4 separate regions of the Mus musculus genome follow, and regions 2, 3 and 4 are each linked to region 1. Evidence: chromatin contacts called from public Hi-C and Micro-C data. All regions are on one chromosome and are shown on one strand. Each heading gives the region's core, a stretch centred on a gene start, on an enhancer-like site or on the middle of the called end of the contact. The rest is flanking DNA. Distances are from core to core; before and after follow the strand shown. Region 1 holds the start of Wnk2 (WNK lysine deficient protein kinase 2). Region 2 has its middle 7.5 kb from the start of Mirlet7a-1. Region 3 holds the start of Ptpdc1 (protein tyrosine phosphatase domain containing 1). Region 4 holds the start of Id4 (inhibitor of DNA binding 4).

What was found. Hi-C and Micro-C count contacts between places; a contact is called where the count stands out from the background.
Region 2: a contact with region 1 is called in a Hi-C map of pro-B cells, with 6 times the contacts expected there. The contact joins the enhancer-like site here to the promoter of Wnk2 in region 1. A contact is called at or near these places in 4 of 39 promoter capture datasets (the HPC-7 cell line, embryonic stem cells, pre-B cells and 1 more), 1 of 484 Hi-C or Micro-C datasets (pro-B cells), 3 of 115 datasets of contacts at active chromatin or transcription factors (astrocytes, embryonic stem cells and pancreatic cancer cells) and 1 of 9 other capture datasets (embryonic stem cells).
Region 3: a contact with region 1 is called in a Micro-C map of embryonic stem cells, with 2.9 times the contacts expected there. The contact joins the promoter of Ptpdc1 here to the promoter of Wnk2 in region 1. A contact is called at or near these places in 5 of 39 promoter capture datasets (embryonic stem cells, hippocampal neurons, pre-B cells and 1 more), 1 of 484 Hi-C or Micro-C datasets (embryonic stem cells), 1 of 115 datasets of contacts at active chromatin or transcription factors (neural tube) and 1 of 9 other capture datasets (macrophages).
Region 4: a contact with region 1 is called in a Micro-C map of embryonic stem cells, with 4 times the contacts expected there. The contact joins the promoter of Id4 here to the promoter of Wnk2 in region 1. A contact is called at or near these places in 1 of 39 promoter capture datasets (liver) and 1 of 484 Hi-C or Micro-C datasets (embryonic stem cells).

The regions. Positions count from the first base shown.
Region 1 is chr13:49,146,609-49,151,323 of GRCm38.p6, forward strand. It overlaps Wnk2 (WNK lysine deficient protein kinase 2), which reads right to left and starts at 1,720. Exons shown (of 30, transcript NM_001290313.1): 1 at 1,154-1,720; 2 at 1-626. The coding sequence starts at 624.
Region 2 is chr13:48,543,348-48,548,176 of GRCm38.p6, forward strand. No RefSeq gene overlaps it. Among named protein-coding and RNA genes, the nearest start is that of Mirlet7a-1, 7.5 kb to the left of the region's middle. Within about 2 kb of position 2,569, at least 414 of the 459 cell types and tissues checked have an H3K27ac peak or open chromatin away from gene starts, as enhancers often do. A contact at or near this core is called in the HPC-7 cell line, astrocytes, embryonic stem cells and 4 more, where this site is marked.
Region 3 is chr13:48,623,103-48,627,544 of GRCm38.p6, forward strand. It overlaps Ptpdc1 (protein tyrosine phosphatase domain containing 1), which reads right to left and starts at 2,570. Exons shown (of 10, transcript NM_207232.2): 1 at 2,275-2,570.
Region 4 is chr13:48,258,457-48,263,129 of GRCm38.p6, forward strand. It overlaps Id4 (inhibitor of DNA binding 4), which reads left to right and starts at 2,660. Exons shown (of 3, transcript NM_031166.3): 1 at 2,660-3,482; 2 at 3,829-3,891; 3 at 4,496-4,673. The coding sequence starts at 3,042. The coding sequence ends at 3,873. It overlaps A330033J07Rik (RIKEN cDNA A330033J07 gene), which reads right to left and starts at 4,167. Exons shown (of 3, transcript NR_102303.1): 1 at 3,464-4,167.

The DNA.
Region 1 (4,715 bases), core at 470-2,969:
CGTCTTGAAGGAGCCCCGGCCCAGCTCGATGTCGAACTTGAGGAAGCGGCCGTCCAAAGAGGTGGCCACGGCCTTGAGGTCGTCCTCATCGTCTTCCTCCTCTTCAGGTTCATCCTTGCGTGCGCGCCCGGGCTCCGGCTTTGCCTCGGTGGTTCCAGCGTCCTCCTGTGTTGGGGCCGGCGCCTCTTCCTGCCTCGGGCCGCCGTCGGGGACCTGCGCGGCTGCGGCTGAGGCGGTGGTGGGATCTGGGCTGGGCTCCTGCGTGCCCGCTCGCTCCGGGCCAGGGTCCGAGGGGACACTCGGGGAGCCGGGAGGCGCAGCGGGCGCGGCGGGCGCGGGCGCGGCGGGGCGGCCCCGGGCGCGCTCCGCGATGAGCCGGCGCGTCTTGCAGAGTAGAAGCACCCTGCGCTGCAGAGGCTGTGGGGGCTGCGCGCTCGGCGTCTCGGCCGCCTCCAGGCCCGGCGGCTCCTCCTGGTCCGACTCCACCACGCTGCGCCGCAGGAAGCGCTGGGGCCCGAGCCGCGCCGCCCTCGCCCGCGGCTCCGCCATGCCCGCCGACCCCGTGCCGCGCCCGGCTTCCATCAGCGCGCCGGGGGCGTCTCGGCGGCCGCCATCGCCGTCCATCTCTGCGGGCCAAGGACACACGGACCCTGCGTGAGCGCCAGCCCCGCCGCACCTGCCTGGGCCGCGGGATGAGACAGCGCCGCCTCTGGGCCCGCGCCCTGCCCAGCCCCACCGCAGAAGTGACCTGCCGGGCGGTCCTCTGCGGGCTCCGGGGAGAGGGCTGCAGACCGGACCCCGAGGCGAGGATTGCAAGGGGATGCCCTGCTTCACTCAGCTCCGAGCCGGGAACACGGCCTGTCTCTAGCTGTCCCAGGGACTCCAGGAGGGACGACCTGCTAGGTGTCCCTGAGGGCTCAAAGGAGCTACAGAAGGGCTCGGGAGGCTGGAGAAAGGGGTCAAGGCCAGTACTGGAGCGACCCCGCTAGGCTATCCCGCGAGCGGGTGGGGAAGGGACAGGGAGGCCGGGGTAAAGGGAAGCACCGGACAGGAGCAGGCTCCACAAAGGACGCGGGCCCGGGGCGCGCGGGGAGGGGGCTGCGGCGGCGCGGCGCGCACACAAAGGCGGCGAACGGGAGAGCTCGATACTCACAGGGCGAGCGGGCGCTGTCCATGCCCGCAGCCCGGGGACCCGGGCGAGCGAGGAGGGCGAGGCCGCGCTCCGGGGCCAGAGTCCTCTCTCGGGGCCGCGTCGCGCTGGGGCGGGGTCCTGGCTGCAGCGGGGGTCGCCAGGCCGTTCTGCTCCTACGATGCTGCTCCCTCGGGCCGGGCCGCTGCGGGGCCGCGCTCCCGCGTGCTCCTGCCGGCTCCGCGCGCCTCCGCTCCCGCACCGGCTCCGAACTAGCGCGCGGGGAGGGCGGGGCTTCCGTTCGTCCCACCCTCCCCAAGACCGGAGCGCGGGGCGGGGCCTGACACGCCCACCTGGCTGCGGCTGAGCGCCGCCACCTGCGGGATGCTCCCCATGGCCTCCACCTGCGGCAAGGGTTCCAGGCCGGCGCCTGGCCCTGAAGCTCTTTGGAAGTGGTCCGCTGAACTGTGGGGCCTTGAGGGGCTCTATTTTCCCCGGAGGTGGCAGGCCACAGACAACGTGACTTAGCCAGAGAGCCAAATCCTGGAACCTATGCCAAGACAAAACAGACAACCTCAGGATATCCTAGGTGCCCAAGTATGGTTGCAAAATTGGAGTGTCTTCTGGGCCTTTCTGTACTGCCAGGATATGGGAAAACCTCACTATCATCCACGGACGTTGGTACCAGTAAGCGCTGTGTCCCTCTTTTCCATTAAGCAAATCCAGATCTCAAAGACAGATGTCCTTTTGCCCTGATCAGTAGCGTGGTGGCCCAAGCCTATAATCCCAACACCGGTGGGGGAGGGCTGTGGGGGGCAGAGGATACTTGATCCAGGAGTTGGGTCACGTGGCAATAAAGGAACCAGGAACCGTCTCAAAAATAAATGAAAAAAAAAAATAGAAAGGATTTCTCTGTCCTAAATCTCAGAGGTCCCAAGATGGAAACTGGAAAAGGTTTCCAGAAACCCCTTGACTTACCATATTGATTGCCATCTTTCCCCACCCTCAACCCCCTCAGGAGCTTCTCTCTCCACCCCCTGAGCTACTCAATTACCCCAGACAAGCCCTTGCCCCGGGCATCTCTGAACCTGACTGCAAGGGTCACAGAAGACTGACCTGATTTCTGAGCCCATGCCAGGCACCTGCACCTGGGCTCACCAGTTGTGATGCACATCATTGGGGTCACTTCACCTGAAGAAAACAGCGCAAAGGAAGTTACCAGCATGTTCTGATCTCTTTGCTCATCCTGATGGTATGGCACCCTGTCAAAGATGCAAGTTACAAATGTGAACCGATGGCCAGCGGCTGCTGGCCTTAGAGCCTTTGACACCAGCAACTCATAAGACAGAAAAGCCAACAGAGGCAACACATCCTTCACGATTAAAGGGAAGCAAATGCAGACAGAGCTGTTACCCAGTGACAGGGTTTCCCTGGCCCTGCTAGGGGCTGTCAGTGGATGCTGATACCAGTCAAAAGTAACTTTAAAAGGCTGATGTTCAAGTCACTTCCTAGCTGAGTTGGGTGGTAGCACACTGTCTCCTTAAAGGGGGAATGCTGGGACTACTTACGTTATGAAAACTGAGAGCCATGAAGTTAGGACTCCAACATATACCCCAGAGACCCAGGGGTTAAATTGTGTACTTGTCACTGGACTGGGCATTTGCCAGATGCCTGTTAATTTATATTATCTCATTTCTCATCTACCTTGGGAGTCAGGCATGAACGTAAAGCCCACTCAACCAGAAGCAGAGCGCAGGTGCCAGCTCTGTGGGTCTGAGTGTCTCTGGAGATGGGGATCCAAGCTGCACCTCCCAAGCTGGGGCAGAATGTGGGTGAGGACCATTACAACTTCACTAAGGAGGCTAAAGACCCCACCCAGTATTGCCTCTCCTAACCTGAGCCTGTAGAATGTAATTTCTCTTGGACAGGGTTTATCCAGCAAAGGCCCTCTGGGTCCTGGCACGTATATGGAAGCTATAATAGGCAGGGCCTGTGTAAGAGAAATCATGACAGAAGAGTCTCAGCATGCTAGTCTGACTGTCTCCCAACAGGACACAGTGACAGCCTGTGGCATATACCTGCTGAGTGACTAGTGATGAAAGCAGCCAGTCACTTACAACACCTAATCGAAGTGTGGTGGTGCATACCTATAACCCTATCACTCAGGAGGCAGAGGCCAGCCTGGGCTACCCAGTGAGACCTCAGCCATACCTACAGCTATTGCCCACACACATTCACACATGTTTGTGAAGAATTATGACCCTACCCACAAAACTGGGCACAGTCCAGGCTGAGACAGATCTCGGAGAGCCTGTGTCTGACTGGGCACCATGTTCTTTGTAACTAACTCCCTGGGTGTGTTTTCCCACAGCCCCACTTGCATAACCTATGGTGAACTCGCTCCCTATGCCAGCCCTTGGAGTCCACAGCTATGAAACTACCGGATAAGGCCATTGATCTCTTTGCAAGGAATCTCAGACTAGTATCACTAACAGGCCCTTGGAATTCCAACAGATGGAAACAAGGACTCCTTGGTATAGAATTTAGCAGCCAGGGACCCACTCTGTACCCTTCTTCAGGTCCCCGGACATCTCTGAGTCTGTCACCCTGATCCTAAACACTTCCCACTGCATGGCTAGATTTCCTAAGGCTCGCAAGCCAAGGCTGTGGGAGGATACTCTGCAAAAGCAACAACCCAAGGGCCTAGATGCAGCATCCTCTTCTGATGCTCAAGAGAACTGTATCCAAGGTTAACCTCCACTTGGAGATGAGGATGCAGAGGGTGAATCCAGGCAGCATTCCACCTTTAGTGGTTGCTCAAGATCCAAAAAAAGGAGGATAGTGACTCCTCTCTGCAGTTCTCATCTTAGCCTCCTCAGCCCTTCAGGTGACAAGACTCACCAAGGTCAGACACCTGAAGGGACATCTGCTCCATGCAGAGGACATGCAATTGGCTCACCTATGGATGGGTACAGCAGTCATGTCCTACTATCTCAGCACACAGTAAGTGCTCAACAGACATCGAGGAAAGGAAGGCAGATAGGAGGACAGGCCGGTCCTGCTGGCTAATGCCAGAGCCCACAAGGCCTTAATTAAAAAGAGGTGTCAGTATTGCCAGGGGAAAGCCTCACCAACCCCCAGGTACTGCTGTCAGGCACAGGTCTCAGCTTGCAGGTGTGCAGGCCTATCTAGAATTCAGGTCTAACACAGCCAGTTCTCATCACTAGTTTTCCCTGGGCCCACCTGGGAAGTTGGGACAGGTGAATGGAAGACACCCACCCTGGTAGTTGCAGCACATGAATGGGGATAGTTCTGGACAAGTGGCCTGCCCGGGGGGGGGGGGGGTCACAGGAAGCCCTCCCTGAGATCTGAGGAAGGATAAGGCAGGACAACCCACATTGTGTGGCCCAAGGCAGGAACAGTTAGGGGACAGAGCCTCAGTCCTGGAGGCGATGGCTGGGGCATGTCCAAGCCACTGTTTGTTCAACACTGTATCTCACTCTCCAATGATAGGAGTTCTTCCTGGGAAGAGCCTTGGGAAGAGGACTGGGTGTCACAGAGGGGCCTTACTACTTTGCCATGCTAC
Region 2 (4,829 bases), core at 1,319-3,818, 600 kb before region 1:
ATGTAAGGTGCCACCTTTACCCCCATTACTTTAGTCCTGAGAAAACATGAAAAAAAAAACATTGACAATTAGTAAAAATAGTCTTTATAGTATAAGTTTCTAAAGACATTCAAAGTTTTGAAATACTGCTAGCCTTGAGTGCCAAAATATACTTCCCAACTTATACACACTTAAATGGGAGAGGGGAGCAGTGTTTTACACATTTCACCAAATATGACTATAGAGCTGTTTCTATTATTCCTTGGAGATCAGTGTAAGAGAGGAAATGTGCTCTTCAGGAGGACATTAACCATTTCTGCCACTCACAAAATGGTACTTTGCAGGAAAACTAACAGATATAGCTGATGTAGCACATTATTTCGTATTTTAAATCTTCCTAAAAGTTTCTGATCACCACATACTAAGTGATTCAGGATACATTATTTGGAACATTCATTGGTGGTGCTTCCATCTAGCCTCCTTTATTTGAAACAGGGTCTTATACAGCTCAGGATGGCCTGGAACCTTCTACATAGCTGAGGATAACCTCTAACAGTGCAGGGATTGCAGGCAGGAACTGGAGATGGAACCCAGGGCTTGAGGCATGGCTGGCAAGTACTCTTTATCAACTGAGTGAGCTACACCTCCAGCTCTGGCTTTGTAGTATTTTTAAAAAGGCTTCTTTTTTTTAATTATTTTGTATTATGTCTGCACAAATGTGGACATCGAAGGATAACTTGGAGTCAGTTCTCTCCTCCCACCATGTGGGTGAGTCCCAAGGATTCAAACTTGGGTCACTGTCAGGTATGATGCTAAGTGCCTTCAACCACTTATCTATCTGCACAATTGTCACCAACTCACACTGGTTCTGTAACATTAGTTACTGAAATAAAAGGAACTTGATATTTAGGATGCTATTCTCTAAACCAATTAGTTTCCTTAGTTCTGGAGGAGGTTTACTAGGGACATTTCCCAGGACCCTCAAGAAATCTAAATGAGACTTACTAACATTAAATTATTATGAGCATTTATTTTATTAGTACTGGAAACTCAACCCACCAATTCAGGCATGTCTGACAAGCTTTCTATCACTGAGCAACAACTCCAGCAGGACCATTTGTTTTAATACTTCACTCTGTGAACTGAAGTACTTTTTTTTGTTGTTTGTTTGTTTTTGAAACAGGTTTTATCTGTGCAGTCCTGGCTGTCCTGGAACTTGCTCTGTAGATCAGGCTGCCCTCAAAACTCTTGAGATCCACCTGCCTCTGCCTCCTGAGTGCTGGGATTAAACTTGTGTGCCAACACCTTCTTTATAGCCACATGTTTTGCATTCCTCTACCTTTCCAGCTTGAAAAATTACTAAGTCTCAAATCAGCACAACTTCAATTTATAGTGGGGGAGGGCACAGCTTGCTTCAAGTCTACAAAACTATCAATTTCTACAATAAAATTACCCATAGGGTAAAATGCACGCCCCATCTACACAATTTTGATAACACTTTTTAGACCCGACTTAATTTGGAAGATTTCTATTCTCTAATTAAAGTTCTTACATTTCCAACTAGTATTTTTGTTACACTAACAATTTCAAATTTCCCAAATATTACTGCTTCAACTGACAGAACCTAATGAAAGGCCAGAATGCTGAAAAATCTGTATTAAACTAACTTTTCTTTTTTTGGCTTTTTTCGAGACAGGGTTTCTCTGTGTAGCCCTGGCTGTCCTGATACTCACTTTGTAGACCAGGCTAGCCTAGAACTCAGATATCCGCCTGCCTCTGCCTCCCAAGTGCTGGGATTAAAGGCGTGCCCGGCTAAACTAACTTTTCTTATAAAAAGATTGTTTACTTGTTCAATTTTCTTCACAAGATTATCAGGCAATCAAAAACAAGAACACTAATGTTTTAAACTTCAAAAACAGGTTGCCAATATTTTTCAACAGTTAAAAAAGCAATCTGTCATCGTCTTCCATTTTAACTAAGTTTCTAAAGTTTTTCTCCGCCCCCCCTTGTCCTTTCATAATTATCCTTTTAACACAAAAAGTTGAAAACTACAACACAGACGATCACTTCTGACACAGACCCTGCACTAACAAGCGGGATCACCGAAGGGCAGTCCTGGCCAAGGGCATAAAGGTTACCACCCTGCCTCCGCTAAAGAGCGCGCCGAGAGATAAGTTTTCTTAGCCGGCCTCCGAGAGGCCACCCGCTTCCAAGAGTTTGCAGCCTCCCCAGTCAAAAGGCCAGTCTCGTTTCCGGTGCCACCGAGCTGCAAATCTCCTACCCCATCCCCTGGGATACAGTTTCCTCCCGCTCTCGCGCTCCCCTCCCCCTGGCCAAGGACGGGCAGCCGCAGCGATCCTCCAGCCCCAGCAGCTGCTCCAGGCCCTCAGGCCGCAGTTGGCCGAGCGGAGCAGGGGCAAGCAGCCAGCGTTGGCTCTCCGTTCCCTCCCTGCCAGCGCCTTCCCGCCCCGCCCCGTCCCTCCCCGCCCCCCGCACTTCCTACCTTCCTCCATCCCACCCCCCCCAACCAAAGCCAAGGTCTCCCCGGCCCACAAACCTGACGGCGGAAGTGACGTCATAGAGGCCCGGCTACGTCCGCAGCCAGTCACGCCACAGCGGGGAGGTAGCCCCGACCAACCGGCGCGAGCCAGAGGGCGGGACTTCCGTCCGCCGCAAGTTTGATTGAAGCGGCGGGGGAGGGGCGAGGTGAGGAATGTGAAGAATGACCCCCCTCCCCCGCCCGGTCGCCGAGGAGCTGGGCGGGAAGCGGAGGGGGCTGGGGCAGGCCAGCGGCCACGCGGCACCCCTCCCCCGCCCGAGCCCCAAGGCCCACGGCATCCGTGGGCCACCGGCCCCGGGGCCACCCGCCTGCCCGAGGCGCCCAGGCCATCCCACGGGTCCCAGGGTGCGGCGCGGCAGCCCCCAAGTCTTCCCTCCTGGTCGCCCGCTGCCGCCGCCGCTGAGTCTGGAGGAGGGAAAAATGGCGACGTCCCCGCGCTCGCCTTCACGCCCGCAGTACCCACCTCAAGCTCGCGGATAAAGGCGTCCCGCTGCCGCCACGGGAAATGGTCTGGCTTTCCCCCCACCGTGGCCCTCCACCGCCGCGCCCGGGAGAGAGCAGCGCGCGAGAACCCGGATGGAAGCGCGGGCGGGCGGGCGCCGCCTCGGCGGCCTGAGGGAAGGCTACGCGCGCGCCGGGAATCCGAGGCGGGGGCGGGAGCTGCGGGCAGCGCGCATTCCTATTGGCGGACGCTGTTGACGGACGTGTGCCTCGCCCTCTCGCCTTAGCCGGTCGGGGCTCACCCGGACCCCCACTGGAGGGTGACGGCTGAGCCCGCCCCCGCCGCGGAGAAGGCGGGTCTGGCCCGCCCACCGTGACAGGCTCCTCTTTCCCTACTGGAGGACCGGGAGAATAGCGAGGACCGTCCTCTGAGTCCCGCCCTCCGCGGTGATGGACAAGTCGTGTCACGTGGCCTCCGTCCGCTCTGCCGGCTGCGAGGCGGGAGGTGCTAGAGTTTTCGGGGCGGTTTTCACGTGTACCCAAGATGTTGGATTCACTCAGTCTTCCCTCTCGGGGGCTCCGGGGCTCGACGCCAAGGCCACTCCATACCTCACTTCACCCATCTGTCACATAAGGAGTTAGGTCTCCTATGGTGTATCTTTTATCTCTTTTATTTTTTTTTTCTTTCCCATGTATTGAAATTTTTGTGCTAAAACTTTTTCAAAGCAATCTTTACGAATTCTTTTTTTTTAAATCAATGCAAAAGCATTTCTTCATTCTTACTGGAACTTTCCATGCACTAGGAGACCTCTCTGCTCTTTGGTGGGTGGGTTGGGGTACTATTTAATGATAGTAGGTTTGCACGGTTTAAAAAAGAGAGTCAAGAGAGTCAAGCATCAACAAAACCCTATGAACATTCATCTGCAATCCATCCAGGGGAAAAAGGCACTGTACACGTCAGCAAAGTGCTTATATTATAAACTCCAACTATAAGCCATCCTAACATTCTCTGTCCAAAGCAAATGACAAGAGAGTTTAGAAGATGGGAGAGTTTGGGACTAAAGTGAACAAGTGAACAAAAAGAAGAGGAGGGTGGTGAACCTTGTGGGATAGGTAGGATATGGGGAGGAAGAGCTTCAACCTTCAGGATATACTGTGAGAAAGAGGATTATAAACCACACGATGTCATCAACTCTTCATACAAAGCTGGACTCCTCACAGTAGGTTTTCCTTCGTAGGCATAGCGGTGTGGATTTTGCTGTTTCGTTTTCTTCCTTTTTTTCTTTCTACTTTTTTTTTTTTTTCAGTAAACAGAAACCTAATTTGAAGGTGACTTACAGAATCAAAATGCCTCAATATAGCCACCTGACTGGCGACGGATGGCTGAAGCTTCTGGTTTCCGTCCTAAGAGAAAGAGACATTCTAGACTATGGGAATTGGGACCTATAAAGTAGGAGTAGCCCACAGAGAAGCCACCCCCTGGGCCCTGAAAGAGCAAATTCCTTCAGCCGAGGTCCTTGGAGAGGCCCACCCTGTGTCCTGGAGGCTTTGCTACCTCAGTTCCGTTCCACCTCTAGCATGACTCCCTCCAAATTTTCTCAGTCCAGACAAACAAGTAATTGTAACCAAAACTGCCAAAGTAAAGCATACATACTTCTCGAAATGTCCTCTGGCCTCTTTGCCTCAGTCCTCCCCTTGTTAAGATCTCCTTTGACCTGTGTCTTCTCTTTTGTCCTTTCGTTCATTGTTCATTGCATGACTTCAAGATGATATATTCACTTCTTGATCTCCCTGCTGTTCATCGATCAGACTCTCCGTCCTTATTCCGGGGTGTGATGGGCCATTTTAG
Region 3 (4,442 bases), core at 1,320-3,819, 520 kb before region 1:
ATATATCTTTTTTGTAAATAAAAAATCTTACATATTACAGAGGGATTAGAATTGTGAATATGCCCTAGAGGGTGAAAGAAATAATGTTAGCAAAAAGATAATTTAGGTTAGCACTCTACTGGGGCTGTAATGTGCTGTTTAAATGAATGCCACAGCTCTGAAGGCACTGTTCCCGTCTAATGATGAGGTAAACATGAGAGAGAAAGCCACTGCTCCAAGGTCATAACTACAAAGTGTCACAGTTGGGATTAGAGCTCCAGTCTTTCCTTAAATCCAGACAAATAAAATACTAGCTTTATCTCTAATATAGTCAATGCATCACATTGTCTAGTTAATACCAACAAAGAGCCGGTTAGTTTTTCTACTTAAATCATTTTAAGAACAGGAATCATAAACATACATATTTTGATTGAAGCCGAGGGGATATGAGAAATGGCAGAAATATTCACTAACAAAGATGATTCTTAGAAAAGATTTCAATGGATGTATTTTCATACTCCCTCACTCTCCAAAGTTCTTCTGGGTGGAAAAAACCCTTGGGGGCAGGTTTTGGTTTGGAAAAAAAGGGGGTTTGAAATGTTCTTTTAAGAGAACAGTGATTTGAAATTTATATTCAGAATAATTTTTAGATTTTTTTTCTCCCCTATATATGGAATAATTCTGCCTGTGAGAATGTTCTAAATTTATGTGACATCAGGGGGGCATCACTAATCATGATACAGCATGGTAAAGACCACAAACATCATTTTGTTAAACTGGTGATACTACAGGTAAATTGTGATTCTTACTTTTCTTCATATGACTTTTTTTGGGGGGGGGGTGGTTTCGAGACAGGGTTTTTCTGTATAGCTCTGGCTGTCCTGGAATTCACTTTGTAGACCAGGCTGGCCTCTAACTCAGAAATCCGCCTGCCTCTGCCTCCCGACTGCTGGGATTTAAAAAAAAAAGTGTATTCAGTAGTGGTCAAGGAAGATCATATAAAAAGAGAGAGAGAGATTCAGTAGTGTTCTCTCAATTCGCTTGGATTCCACCAACAAAGGATTTTTTTCTGATGAAAACCCAACCTCCCTTAAAAGGACATGAAGTACTGTTGAGATGGGGAATCTGGGTCTCCAGGACACAATGCTGTGAAGGCACCGGTATCCGGTTAGCAATTAGTTATTGCTAAGACGGACTACGGACTTCCAAATGGGAATCGTCTATGAGGTCTTAAGCAAATTTCATGCTGGTCCCAGTTTGTCTCTAAGACCTGGGTATCCACACTTTTTAAAAAGCCACAGGTGGGATTCCTGGGTAGCGAGAAGTTTCGCTACAACTGAACAGGAAGAAACCACATGGTGATGAGTGAGTGGTTTGAGGTCATACATGCGTGTTTACATTTTATTTCTTTCCACTAACAGCTCTGATTGTGGCAAATCACCCAAGCCTTCCTTTCTGAGGGAAAGACAAAAACAAAACAACAACCTGGAATGACACTTTGTTGTTAAACTCAAGAAAGCTTATGCTGTGCAGGGTGGGGGTGGAGGGTGAGGTGGAGGTGGATATATACATGTTCACACAGGTTAATAGTGCCCGCCATGATAACAGCTTCTCAGGCTCCTTCAGCTCGCAGTCAATGAATGATAGCTTGTGTTCAGTTTTTAGCATAGACAACCCTTGCTGGAATAATTTGATCAGCTATTTCCCTAAAGCACTGTTTCTCAAGCTCCACCCCCCTCCTCCCTGGGCCTTTGTTTACTAAATTTTCTTTTCCATTAAAATTTAATACCACAGGTAGGGTGTATCTATGGTGTGGTCCTCTGAAAGGCCACAAACCCTTTATTATATAAGAAAACACACACACCCCAGAGCAGGGACATCGACATCATCATCATCATTATCAACGTTGAGAATGCATGTCAGGAGAAAAAGTGACTTGGTCAAGGTCACGTGACTCGTTTACTGACAGAAAGAGGTCCGAATTAGGGATCCCAAAGTGGTAGCCTGATACCTGCTTGTGGCTGTCTTGTCTGCTTTATTTGTAATGAAGAACTAGTTGTCAATATTTCTAATCAAGAGATTTCAACTAAAACACCCAAGCAAGCCTCCAACTGCTCCCGAGAAATCCGAGTGTCGCAGCACTTGAGCAAGACAGAGGGGCGCCCGGTGGCCCTGGTCCCCCGCCCCGCCTCTAGGGATGCGCCTCCAAATAACGCCTCCCTGGATAACCCGCCGCGTAAGGACAACCGTCTGGGGACCGCTCGGCGGGCGCCTAACTGGCTGCGGACTCCGAACCTCTTGGCGCGCTTCGCTCTCCGGCTTCGGAGCCCTGGAGCCGACGGGTCGGTGTCTCACGTCTAGGGCCGGGAGGCGCGGGCGGAGAGGACCGGCCGGCCCCGGGCGCTGCTCGGGCGGGTTCCGCGGCGCTGGCCTGCCCGCAGGCCCGGCCTCCCGCCGCGCCTCTGAGCAGGGAGACTCCCCGCCAGGCGCGCTACACAACGTCTCCCTCGGGCGCGCGCACGGGCCACTCCACAGCCCGGCCGCCGAGGACGCCCTGTCGCCGCCGCGGCCTTGCGCGCGCCCGACCCAACAGCCAATAGCCGGAGCCGCTCGGTGCACGTGATACGCGCCAGCCAATGGAGACTCGAGGCGGCCCGTGACGCGGCGGACAGCTTCTAAGGTTTTCGAACATGTGGGAGCCGCTGGGAAGCCGAGCTGGGGCTTGAGTGGTCGCGGGCTGAGCCGACGGCGTGTGCGCGGAAAGCCCGGAGGACCCTCAGGGCCATGAGAGGGCGCGGCTGCCAGCCTGCAGCATGGGGGTGGGGGTGGGGGGCACCGACTCCCCACGAGCCCCGGTGCAGAGTCGCAGGAGGAGCGAGGACTGCTCTGGAGCTTCGCTCACGGAACCACGTGTTCCGTCTCAGCGCCCAAAGAAGAAGAAAAGCCCATATTATGCATCGAATGTCTTCATTTCCCCCCTAATATTCTTGAACTATTATATTTAATAGTCAATATTGTCTTGCACTATGACAGTTTAAATATGAATTTCTGGAGTTGGTCTAGTAGGGGAAAGTTGAATTATGTAGAGGGGGGAAAATGAAGACCAAGTGCTGTCATAAGTATGGGTCCTGTAGGTATCTGGTGAAACCACTGTACCTGTTAGCAACGATCCGTGTTGCTAACGAAAGTCCCAACTGCCACTTGTTCTGTAAGCATACTTTAACTCAAGTAGAAATTTCCCCTCGGTTGTTCTGAAACAGACCATCAGCAAATGTTCACTAAGGCAGTAATTTAAAGACACCAGTGCTGTAGCAGTTGGATGACCAAAGCTAAAAACCCATAAATACTATGTCTCTCCACAGTGGAGTAGGCTAGCCTAATAAATCTGAATTCTCCAACTCTCAGAGTGGTGTTTGGTTCTTCTTTGGTCAGTTTTCCATAACACCAGAGTCTCTTCCTTCTGTTCTCCTGCAATCCTTAGACTTTCTTTGTCAAAGCCTTGCCAGCATCTTAGCCTCTTGTGACTCCAGGTCTGGACAGGAACAGGGACCCTGTCATTAAGAGACCTGACTGGTCTCTGCCCTCTTGTAACAGAAACTCCAGGTTCCAGAATCCTGATCTAAACTCACAGGCATTTCTTCTCATTAAAGCTGTACCCAGGGATCCAGACATTCTGCCATGTCACCCTTAAAAAATCAGGTTTCCTTTCAATTTGTGTCATGGATCAAAATCGTAGACAGAGCACCATCCACCATGTCCTTATTTAATATTTTAATAAAGATCTTACTAGAAGCCTACCCATCAACTTAATCATATTATAGATCTTACATACTCAGTAACATGACCTCATGTAGTTGAGAAATGTCTTCACTAGGCACATTTCTGTTCTTAAGGAAATCCCATGCCAAAAAAGTGAGGGATGGATCCAGATAAGCATCTACCAGCCTCTGCTGAGTCCATGTTTTCAAACTCTACTAGAAGTCCTGTTATCTCATACAGTTCAGTAGAAATGTCTTTCTAGTGCAGGACACTGCTAGGCAAATTCTGTGGCGCTCTGTGCTAGATGCTTTACATATATTTTCTATTTTGTCCATGCCATTAATAGCTTTGTGATGATACAAGTGACATCGAAAGCTGTAAATGTATGCAATGGTGTCAGCGTTCGGAGGCTGATTATGGGATGGATCCCCAGGTATGGCAGTCTCTAGATGGTCCATCCTTTCGTCTCAGCTCCAAACTTTGTCTCTGTAACTCCTTCCATGGTGTTTTGTTCCCAATTCTATGAAGAGGCAAAGTGTCCACACTTTGGTCTTCGTTCTTCTTGAGTTTCATGTGTTTTGCAAATTGTATCTTGTATCTTGTGCATTCTAAGTTTCTTGGCTAATATCCACTTATCAATCAGTACATATCATGTGAGTTCTTTTGTGATTGGATCACTTCACTCAGGTCCATCCATTTGCCTA
Region 4 (4,673 bases), core at 1,410-3,909, 890 kb before region 1:
ACCCTATCTCATTTTTAAAAGTATGAGTAAAACACTTTTCTATAAAAGGAAAAGACGCAGGCAAGCTATGGTTCTTCCTTGTAGCAGTGGCAACATCATGGCTTCCAAGGTTAATTCAACTTCTGGCAATTGCTGAACACAAAGAGGTCTGGTTTTATTTTATTTTAATTCAGTTTTGCTGTCATCTAAGTATCTATGTCGAAGAATTAAAAAAAAATGCATGAACTCTAGTGTGCTCTGGTTTCATAGGCCCCAAAGCACAAGATCATATTCCTTAATCCCATTGTTTCCTGTTTTATGTAGCACTTTAATTTTTTATTGTCTTCATGCCTTCTGACCCTCCAAAGGAGGCATATAATAGCTGCCTCTGCCTTCTCTATAGACAGGGTTGGGGGGGGCACATTTTTCCTGGGTATTCTTCATCATCTAGTGAAATAATCTGAACTCCTACTCCATCGTGGTAACCCAATACTGCTACCTTTAAGCTCTGTCATGCCACAAGCCCTGAAACTTTTGACATTTGGCACAGGCAAGGTGTGGATCTCTAAGATAAAGCAAAGAAGGTCTGTTACATATTTATAACTTTAATTGTATTGTGGACAAGCTTAGCCTAGATGAACTTTTGATATATTGTGTGTGCTCTGAACATAGTGAGGGTTTTCCCAAAACATGATAAAACATATGTATGTATGTATGTATGTATGTTTGTACATATGTTTGTATGTTCAGTATCAAATGTGATAACAATGGAAAACAAATATACTAACTTTTGCTCACCAGGACTGCTTCTCCCAACTTTCTATCTAAAATCACGGTATTTACACACACACACACACACACACACACACACACACACACACACTCACACACACCCGGTCTGGGTTTATACTAAGAATGTGTAAGACTTTGGAAGAGAACACTACTTAACATTTTGTCATTTTTCTCAGTAAGTGTGGATGGAGACTGTGCGTGCACAAAAGCAACGGAGAATGTCATTTGTTTCCAATAATTAGGGACAGTGGCCTCTAAGGATTTAGAGGGAGGAAGATGGTTACATCCATCTATGAAACTGGTATTTACTAGTCTGCTCCTCATTTCGTCAGGAAGAAGGAATGCACTCTGGAAACCGTGGTGGCCAAAGAGTCACAATGTACACGCATGGCGAAACAAAACGGCTGCCTTGTATGGGTATCAGAGTTCTGAAAAGCAGAAAAGAGGAGCATGAAGCCCATCCGGGGTGGTCAGAAGATGTGAAGAGCACATCTCTTTCAATTATCAGTGAAAATGAAGGCAGCAGTCCGTGTCATGTATGGGGAAGGAAGAAAATTCTCGGGTTAATTCATCTTCAAGCATGTCTAAAGGTGGGAGGGCTTGCAGGGGGAAAGCACTCGAAATTCATTTCCCATGAGCTGTGAGCTTTATGCTCATTTGCCATCTGAAGAGCTTGGTTGTTTTTTCTTGAAGAGGACACACAAGCAACACTTATTTTGAACCCTTGAAGGACTGTTTTTCTGCTAAAAAGCCACACACACACACACACACACACAACACCCTTAAAGAAACAGGCCTTGTAGCAGGGTGGGGCCTAAGCAGGACCCTGGAGATGTGAATGCTAATATTTCGTAGCTCTACAGGGAAGCCTCTGGACTATTCTTATTTCCTTATTCAAATCGAAGTGCGCTGAAATATATGAAGCTGTGCATTAATGGCTTAAATTAAGTTACAGGTATGAATTTTACATAAATCAGATTAATATTATATGTCATGGTGGAATTTTAAACACTTCGTGTCCGTGCATTTTTTATTTCTGCATGCTCTAATTTAACACCCGCAAAGGATTGCATGTCTTAAGCCCACTTCTGCATCTGGATAGGTCCAAGAAAAACCCACCACGATCTTGGATCTTGTTTTATGTGTATTTACCTTCATCAGAAATCCTGCACTGGATCCGGCTTTCGACATTCTTTTCCTATATTTTTCTTTTACTAAGCTTTAGCCTGCATGTATATGCATACACACATACGGGAAGGCTACCCGTTTTCATTCCATTATAAGGGCTTCGCAATTGTGCAAAGATGAATGGTGATGCCGAAGGAGGATAACATGGACAAATGAACCAACTCGCTTCTTGAAAGCGAGTCCTTCTGAAAGCACTGGAATCTTAGGGACTGAAGGCCTGGGGACTGAACTCCCCCCCTTGAAGAGTGACAGGGGACCCACAAACAAGGCTCAGAGTCCCTCAGCAGCTTAGGCCCATGGAGAACGCATTCCAGCCAGCACATTCCCCTAGTTCTTCGTAGGAACTTCTCTCTCTCTTCCCCTCCCTCGGGCACTCTCCATCCTGGCCCGACTCCCACCCGGCTCTCATTTTCTCAGATTCACCCCTCCCACAGCGTTGACGGAATGGAGTGCCCTTCCCATTGGCCCGAGCGTCATTCCCCGAGGTGGCACTGTCCTCCTGATTGGCTGGTCACTCCCGACCCCCCGCCCATCCCCGCCCTCGGGTTGCCCGGCGCCCCGCCCTCGCCACCTCCCTCCGCGCCGCCGCCCGCGCGCCGAGCTCGCCCGCGTCCGGTTCTTGTGGCGACCCGGCCCGCGCGCTGGCCCCGCCCCCAAGGCGCGCGGCTCTACAAATACTGCTGTGCCGGAGCCGAGCGACGCTGTTGAGCTGGGAGGCGCGGTTGGAAGTCGTTACTTTGAGGGGGGGCAGTCACCGGGCGATCCACCTTAGTCGAAGCTCAGAAGGGAACGGCTCAGGGACCAGGGTGGGCTACTTTTTTTATTTTCCGGGGCTTTTGATTTTTCTTGTCTTTTGCTTCGGGCCGATTGTCGCTCACAAAAAAAGAAAAAAAACAAAAAAACAAAAACCTGAGATACCCTTTCCAAAACCCCGAGCAGCTCTCCGGTCGATTTCTGGAGCTCGGAGCCGCCGGGTGCTGCGAGCGCCGGACGCGCAGGAGAGGGGAGCAAAGCAAATTGCGGGCGGGGACCCGGAGCTCGCTCTACCGCTTGTCGCGGTCCTCTCGCGCAGGAAGCGCGCGATGAAGGCGGTGAGCCCGGTGCGCCCCTCGGGCCGCAAGGCGCCGTCGGGCTGCGGCGGCGGGGAGCTGGCGCTACGCTGCCTGGCGGAGCACGGCCACAGCCTGGGTGGCTCGGCAGCCGCCGCCGCCGCTGCGGCGGCCGCGCGCTGCAAGGCGGCCGAGGCGGCGGCCGATGAGCCGGCGCTGTGCCTGCAGTGCGATATGAACGACTGCTACAGTCGCCTGCGGAGGCTCGTGCCTACCATCCCGCCCAACAAGAAAGTCAGCAAAGTGGAGATCCTGCAGCACGTTATCGACTACATCCTGGACCTGCAGCTGGCGCTGGAGACTCACCCTGCTTTGCTGAGACAGCCGCCACCGCCCGCGCCACCTCTCCACCCGGCCGGGGCTTGTCCGGTCGCGCCGCCGCGGACCCCACTCACCGCGCTCAACACTGACCCGGTGAGAAGCCTTGGCGGGGCACCCTGGGCATCGCGGGAAAGGTGGCGGGGCGGCGAGATACGGGTGGTCTTGCTCCTCTCAGGGAATGACAGCCGCTTCTCCCGTCTCCACCGAGAGCCGCCTGCTGGGCTTGGTGATCCACTGGTCCCTGAGCCGAGGGCGGTTGGGACTTGGAGCCCTGCGTCTCCGGAGTGTCCCTTGCATCACAGGAGGCTTCCCCAGCTTCGGGCTCGGGTGGGGACTCTGCTCGCCTGCCTAGTTTTCCAGGACGTCTCCTGGGTGGTGGCGACACTGTGATATGCGCACTCTAACCGTTTTTCCCCTTGGTGTTGGGTTGCTGTTCCAGGCCGGCGCCGTGAACAAGCAGGGTGACAGCATTCTCTGCCGCTGAGCTGCGATGGATGGCCAGGTGAGCGCTCAGGTCCCCGAATGGTTAGTGGGCTACCATGCTCGCACCTCCCCAGGGGCTGCCGGTGCCAGGCACTGCTGCGATCTTTGTCCCCTAGCATTTCGAAGCGTAAAAGCCCCGGGGACACCCATACCTCTCTGCCACCCAGTTAGCGAGACAGTCCACTTAGCTTTCCAACTCGGGGGGGGGGGATCACTCTCTGCGGAGCCTCATCAGCTGTGGTCCCCGCCGCCCTCGTTCCTCTGCCTGTGACCGACAGGCTCTGCTGGTCTCCTCTACCTCTGAGAGGACACCCTCGTGACCGTAGAAACTATCCCAGTGTCCCAAGATCTCCCAATCCTCCTCCCTCCCCTTCATGCCCAGCTGAGCGGCCTGACATCCACAAAGAGGGATGTGGGCAGAGCGCCCCGAACGTTGTCCATTGGCCTTCCCCAGCCCGCATTTGCCTCCTGGGCACTTGGCTGAGCTTCGGGCTGCGGGTGTTGCCTGACCCGGCGGTTTGTTTTGGGTTGTTGATCATGCATGTCTTGAGTTTGGTCGGTGGCGCCAGTTAGTCTGCAGCGAGAAGGTTCACACACCCCCTCTATTCATTCCTCTTCCACAGGTGTGCGGCCGCCTGAGCACCAGCGAGCCAGGAGCCCTAGGAAGGGAGGGCCAGAGCAGAAATTAAGAGAAACAAGCCACCGGAGGAAAGGGGGGGAAATCTTCAGCAAATCTAGAAACGTCGTCTCGTCTTGTCATTCCAAGAGAGAGAGAGAGAGAGAGAGAGAAGGGGAAAAATA